Regions from separate parts of the Zea mays genome. Here region 1 is linked to region 2. Evidence: chromatin contacts called from public Hi-C data. All regions are on one chromosome and are shown on one strand. The core of a region is the stretch at or near the end of the contact, and the rest is flanking DNA. Distances in the headings are between cores, read along the strand shown.

Region 1 (3,266 bases), core at 366-2,865, 810 kb before region 2:
GGAACCACAAAACTTAGAAGATTCAATATGCCCTAATGCAGAATATGGCTCACTGATGCAAGGACGTGTTGAAATAGATAAGCTACAGCAACAAGTAACAATACCCATAAGAGGTGCATACAAGCGTTTTGCACGTGAAATATGGAACAATGTTTGTCGTGATCCAGTAGACATTTCTAAAAAACAAAAGGCATGAACTGCTCTGGAACTACATTAGTTTATCCAATCATAACGCTTATTCCATTATAAATGGAACAATGCTTGTCGGGATCCAGTAGACATTTCTCAAGACCAGAAAGCATGAACTGCTCCGGAAGTGGATTAGTTTCCATCATAACGGTTATGCATCATAATATCACTAGTAACGGTTTAACATCGCAATCAGGAAAGTCAGCTGAAAATACTCTGTATGCCTCCAAAGTCAAATAGGGAAAGAAGGCGGGGTCTTTTCCGTTACTTCACGTTACCTATCTTCATGTAAATAAATTTCTCCATGAATCCATGAAGAAGCCGAGTCCGACAAAATCGATAGATCACATAACCGCAACAGAGACATCACCAGAAACCACAGGTCTAAAGTGCAATCATGCGTTCACACTGTCGAGAGCGCACGACGGCTGCATACCTAATATATGTCAAACATAGCAAATCTAAGATACTTCGACACTAGATATATATATAGTCTACTATAATTGGAATGAACTCGGACTTATCACTTCTCAGTCAAAAACCCATCAGTCAAAAATAGGAGCAACTAGTACAAGGTCAAAGGCTTTGTCGTCAGAAGGCATATATTAGCACAGAATGAAGATCGATGAGTATACTACTACTACGTAATACGGAGTATAAAATATGCGAAGTAATAAGGGGAGAAAAAGTTCGATCTTTCCACCTGAAAGACGGTGGAGAAGCTCCTCTGGCGGGCAAGATCGATCCCGGGCAGGCCGACCGTCCCTTGGGCAGCCGGCTGCTGCTGCCTCCTGCCGTCCCCGATCCCGCCGAAGGCCGCGGAGCGGAGGCGGTGGTGCGAGGAGCGCCAGTCCTCCTTGGACAGGAGCGGCGGCGGGAGGCGGGGGTTGAGGTGCGCATTGGAGTAGTAGTAGCTCTGGTACGCCGGGTCGGCGCGGAGGTCGTCATCCACGAGCAGGTCGGCAGCGGCCGCGGCGGCGCCCAGGGCGCCCTCGACGGTGGGCGGCGCGGAGCCGCTGCGGAAGACCTCGAAGTCGCCGCGGTCGGCCTCCGCGCCGAACGCCGCCGCCTCGCCGCCGCGCGCCGCCATCTCGGTGACCATCGGTGCCAGCGAAAGAAAAGAGGCAGAGAGGAAACAAAATAGAAAGGCTAGATCTTTAAGTCCGACGCGCTAGAAGCCCGCCATTACCGCGCTCCAGCGGCGGCGGCGGGGGCGGGGACCGGGTTCGTCTGGTCAGAGCGGGCGGATCGGGGGGCGGGCGTCCATCTGCGGGCGGTGCGGGCGGTGCGAGCGGCGTCCGGATTCGGGACGGATTGGAGGAGCTCCACTCCGCCTCCGAGTGGGGGGTGGTCTGTGTGAGCAGTGGCGTGCTGGGGGAGTGGGGGAAGAGTGGGGGAGTAGAGAGAGACTGGAGAAGAAGAAATCAGTCAGAGAGGCCCGGTTGCGGCTCGATTAAGTACAGCGGCCGGAGCGAGGTGCGCCGTTGGATTTCGGGACGGACGGGCCCGATCTGCCCGGGGGCTTTGGGTCCTCTAGGGTTTTGTTTTGTTGTTCTCACGGCACAGCCATCGCTGTTCCAGAGGGATAGTTTGAGAGATGGCAAAGCTATTTCTTGCTCTTGTTTATAAACGGTAGCAGTATACTGCAGGATAGTGCTCCTCGTGCTACGGTGACTGAATTAGGAGCGGTCAGTTCCCGTTATCCGAACCAAAAGTTGAAGCTAGTTAAACGCTGTTCGCTACAGCTGTTTAACGGCGTGTTTAGTTTGCAGGTTAGGCTGCTTTTGGAGTCATCAAGACCTACGTCCGAGTCTATATTATCATTTAATTTGAATCGCGGAACGAAGTCGTTCGTAACTTTCTAATAACAGACTAACACGTGGAATCAGCTCACTCCGCAAGAAAGTGCAATTCCTCTCCATCCGGAGCCAAGCTATGATGAATGAGCCAAATCATCAGACCAAATACACTATAAAATATTATAGCTATAATTTATAAAGATAAAAACAATATAAAAATATTAAAAGTTGATATGGATTAAAGTTGAGCGAAAATACGTACTTCGAAGCTGCCTCATCCGCCGAAATCGCAGTAGTCGAAGTGGAAGCTGTGAAACCACACCGGGAGTAGTCTTTTCTAGGACAGCTTAGAACACAACAGAAATTTCATTTCGGTTTGAAAGAAAAGGGGTCTATAGGGGGAGAATAGGATTATAGGAAACCTGTGTTTATTTTTAGTCAGGAGGAAAGGGACTGCAGGCAGTGCGTGCGTGGCCACTGCAACCATCAGCTCACCAGCCCACCACCACGTGACTGACGTTAACACTAGTATCACACTCTGTATGGATATGGATTGATGTATGGATTAACAGCAGTAACAACCCAGTAACAGTGGGTTAAAAAGTGGTAGCGGGGGATGAAGGGGACCGACTTTTCTTAGCAACAGCGCATGCATCTCGAGGCGTCGTCCAACTGCTCGCCCACTCACGTCCTCTCATGCATGCCTTTTTTTTATCCTTCGCATTTCATTTTAGATTAAAAATTAACTAATCAACGATAAATAAAATCAAGAAAGATCTTCTGACCGATCTATAAGACTTGGGTCAGTAATACAGAAAAGATATCGATGTACGGGAACGGTATTTGTACAAACAGAGAGTTTAGGATTTAGAGTTTTAAGGGTCCAAATCAAATTTTAGTGCCTGGAAAAAAAGTTCCCACGTGCTTAGACTATCTACCAGGTATCCCTAAAGCACGCCTAAAATTTTAGACGCATCTTAAAATCCTAATGGTTGTCTCTAAAGAACACACCGAACTAGAGTGATCTCTATTTCCCGTATTTTTTATACTATATACCTCGAATTAAACACAAAAAAAATATTTATATGCCATTTTAAACTATGATGATAAATGCATATATAAAAAATATTGGTGGCCTTCTCCTTCCAAATGTCCTAAAAACATAATTAACTACTTGTTTTTAGCATAAGCTATTACAGAAAGCTTCATCTCTAAAAGATGAAGATGGATTCAAAGAAGATAAGAGCAAACGCCGAAGCTATTGTGAGATGGAAAAAC
Region 2 (3,529 bases), core at 903-3,402:
CACAGAAGAAGTTTAACTCCTTGAATCACGAGTATGAGATAAGTCTGGATTCCAGAACATCTATTGAAGTTTGTGCTGATGATGATAGCAACATCCCTAGGCAGCAGTATAATTTCCGGAAGATAAGTGAAATTGAGAACATTGAGAAAGATGCTATTTTGGACTTGATTGGAATTGTCACATCAGTTGGCCCTTCTGTCACGTTTATCCGAAAGGATGGCGTGGAAACCCAGAGAAGAACACTTGAACTGAAAGACATGTCTGGTCGAAGTGTACAACTTACCTTATGGGGGAAGTTGTGTGTTGCTGAAGGCAACCAGCTGCAGTCGCTGTGCGATTCTGGTTTGAATCCTGTTCTAGCTTTGAAAGGTGCCCGCGTTACTGACTACAGTGGTAGATCTGTGTCCTCAGCTGGCTCAACTCAGTTAAAAATAGACCCAGAAATTCCTGAGGCTGAGAGTCTGCGGCGCTGGTACGCAACTGGAGGAAAGACAGCTGCTTGTGTTTCTCTGTCAGTGGTAAGTATGGGTGGTACTTGTGTCCGGAAATCAATCGCTCAGATCAAGGATGAAAATCTGGGGCAGTTAGAGAAGCCAGACTTTATCACTGTTAAAGCTGCAATTTCACATCTGATAGCAGATAATTTTTGTTATCCTGCTTGCACCATTGACGTGAATGGTAGGATGTGCAACAAAAAGGTAACAGATAATGGTGATGGGACATGGCGTTGTGACAAATGCGACCAGAGCTTACCAAATTGTGAGTACAGATACGTGCTGAATGGCCAGATCCAGGACCACAGTGGGGTCACCAATTTTACTGCATTCGAAGATGCTGCTAAGGTGATGATTGGCCACAGTGGCCACGAGCTCAACAACATTAGTGTAGAAGACTCGGAACGATTTGCAGAGATCTTGCAGGCGGCTCGTTGGCAGCAGTTTCTGTTCACGCTGAAAGTCAAGGAGGAGATCTATAATGATGCGCCGCAAGTCAAGTGCAACATTACTAAAGCAGAGAAGCTGGATCCGGCAATAGAGAGTTCTTACCTTCTAGGGGTAATCAATGGCCTGTTGCAGGATGACACTGGCTCACCTTCTGGGGCGCAAGGTGCCATGGCCTACAATGCTGGTATCAGCAACACTGGCGCTGGACGAAGTGTGCCAACCTCCAACAGTGCCTACACCACCAATTTGAGTGGTCCAAGGTATGGCGAGTCTGCAAACCAGCTCGCGCAGCAGGAAAGCACGTACACCGGGGTGACCACTCCAGTGTCGGCGGCACGGAATGTGCAGCAGACCTGCGTGTCCTGCGGGTCAAGTGGGCACAACGTGCAGAACTGCCCTGCAGGAACATACAGGCAGCAGGCGGCTGCAAGCGCAGCAAGCTCCTACGGTACTTCGCAGCCTCGCAATGGACTGTGCTTCAAATGCAATCAGCCTGGACACTTTGCCAACTCTTGTCCACTACTGGCTCCTGCTCCCCAGCAGCAGCAGCAGTATCGGAGCGGCGGCGCTCCCTCAGGCGGTTATGGTAGGCAGCAGCCCTATGTTGGGGCTACCAACTACTGAAAGTCATTATCTCTGTCGAGTCAGTCGTGATGTTGGTTTTGCTTAGATGCCTGTCCTGAATGGCATCGCTGCGTCCATGTGAAGTAGATGCAAACCATTCCTTTTTATGTTTGTGTGTGAAGTTAGAACTATGTATCAGTACTTTATGTTTTCGTCTTATAAATCCTCGTTGCCGTGTCAGTTCTGTTGAATTCGTGGTTTGTCTCCCTGAATAACTCACTGTATGGTGGGTGTAAATTAAATGAAAATCATTTATCAGGAGAACATACTGTGCGACTCTATATATGATTGATTTGTTGAAACAGTACAAACATTGTTTGATAATCGAAATAATACTAAACTTCAATTCCATGAAGCTGGATAAACTTTTTTAAAATGAAGCTGGATAAACTTTTTTAAAAATGAAGCTGGACAAGGCCGAAACAAGAAATGTGTTTCTAAACCGGGCCCAATCTATCACGGCCCATCTGCCAATTTATGGCATGAAACTGCACAAGGCCGAAACAAAATGCTACTGGGCCGGGCCCAACCCAGCGCCACTCTGTAAAATCGCTTCCAGTTTGTCTTCCTCCAGAAAAACCCTACAGTTCATCCCTCTCGACGCGCCGCCGCCGTCTCGCCGCTGCCCACCCAGGTAATTTCCGGGTTTCGGAGTATAGATCCTTCCGGGCGACCCATTTTTTTTAACCTGCTGATGGTAAAGTTTCGTCCGTATGCAGATTGACGGCTCCAATTGGCGCCCATGGCGGAAGAAACCAACGTGAGCCGAAAATTACTGCATTCCCTCCCTCCCCCGGATATTGCTCTCATCTTTCTGGTGCTGTGGATTAATTGTGATTTGGTCCTTGCCTTTTCTTTTCCTTTGTCGAAACAGATAAAAAAGGAGGAAGAGGAGTTCAGCACCGGTCCTCTCTCGGTGCTCATGATGAGCGTCAAGAATAATACCCAGGTTGGCAGATTTCTTCTGGAAAATACAGTGTCTTCTTTGCAGTCTGTCTACATTGACTTACTGGTCAACTATGAAAAATATGTATGTGCTGGTATTTTTGTTGTATAATCTGGTACTATGATATGAATTGTAGTTATGCAGTAATGCAATGTGCCTTCTGTCCAGCTGTGTCAGTATGGTTAACCTTAGTTGGCTGCCTCCTGGTCCTGCTCTTGGTAGTCCTGAAACTTAGATCCATTGTTAGGGTTGTATCTGGCCATAGTTTTTGTGTATCCTTCATCCAAGTATGATCATTTGTGCTGTATTTGAACCTTCTCATTTATTGTCTGAGAGCCTGAGACAAGTATAGTTCTGTGCAGCAGCAGCAGCCTGAAGCTCCTGCTTGACCAAATCATAATGGCCAATAATCTTCTGAGCGAAGACATGTTTATTAGCTGTGGTTCCCAATTGTTTACTAAAACATATCCCTCAGCTGTGTTTCTTATACTATTTTGGTACGTGGAAGTGATGCACTAGTCTGTAGTCAGTGTTGTATTCTTGTCCCCTTAATAACTGTGATGCACACATGTTTCTTACCTTCGGTGGATGGAGGTAATGCTGGCGGCCTTGGTAGTCAGTCAGTATTGCATTGCAACATAATTTGGCAGTTTTGACTATAATGCTAGTACCTCTCTGTCATATAGACTATTGGGTTTCTGTATCTATAGTCTATACTATCTATTTTATAGTCATCCATCCTTATTTCTTTCATAAATAGCAAAAACAAGCATTACTATTTTTTTTACCAACTGATTTACTTGCCTAGTTGCTGCCAACTACCAGACAATCATGTCCCGATGGCCCATATTTCCGCACCCATTCGATCTTATATGTGCACGCTTAACCATAAACCATCGTTTGCTGTACTGTGATCGCTGTGTCATTGTTACTTAACCGTTATATCTTTGTTCCTCTCGCGTATCACATATTATGTGTCCTGTGCCAGCCTGTCTCAGGTTGCATAGATGGTGCT

The links. A called contact is a pair of places that touch in the nucleus more often than the background predicts.
Region 1: a Hi-C map of tassel shows a contact between it and region 2, with 9 times the contacts expected there. The contact joins the promoter of LOC100384506 here to the promoter of LOC100280773 in region 2. A contact is called at or near these places in 4 of 25 Hi-C or Micro-C datasets (bundle sheath, ear, leaf and 1 more).

What each region holds. Positions count from the first base shown.
Region 1 is chr6:47,109,853-47,113,118 of Zm-B73-REFERENCE-NAM-5.0, reverse strand. LOC100384506 (Pumilio homolog 3) reads right to left here and starts at 1,615. Exons shown (of 9, transcript XM_008649972.3): 1 at 893-1,615. The coding sequence starts at 1,291.
Region 2 is chr6:46,298,076-46,301,604 of Zm-B73-REFERENCE-NAM-5.0, reverse strand. LOC100280773 reads left to right here and starts at 2,152. Exons shown (of 5, transcript NM_001153695.1): 1 at 2,152-2,202; 2 at 2,272-2,328; 3 at 2,443-2,517. The coding sequence starts at 2,311. LOC100285427 reads left to right here. Exons shown (of 2, transcript NM_001158320.1): 2 at 1-1,759. The coding sequence ends at 1,568.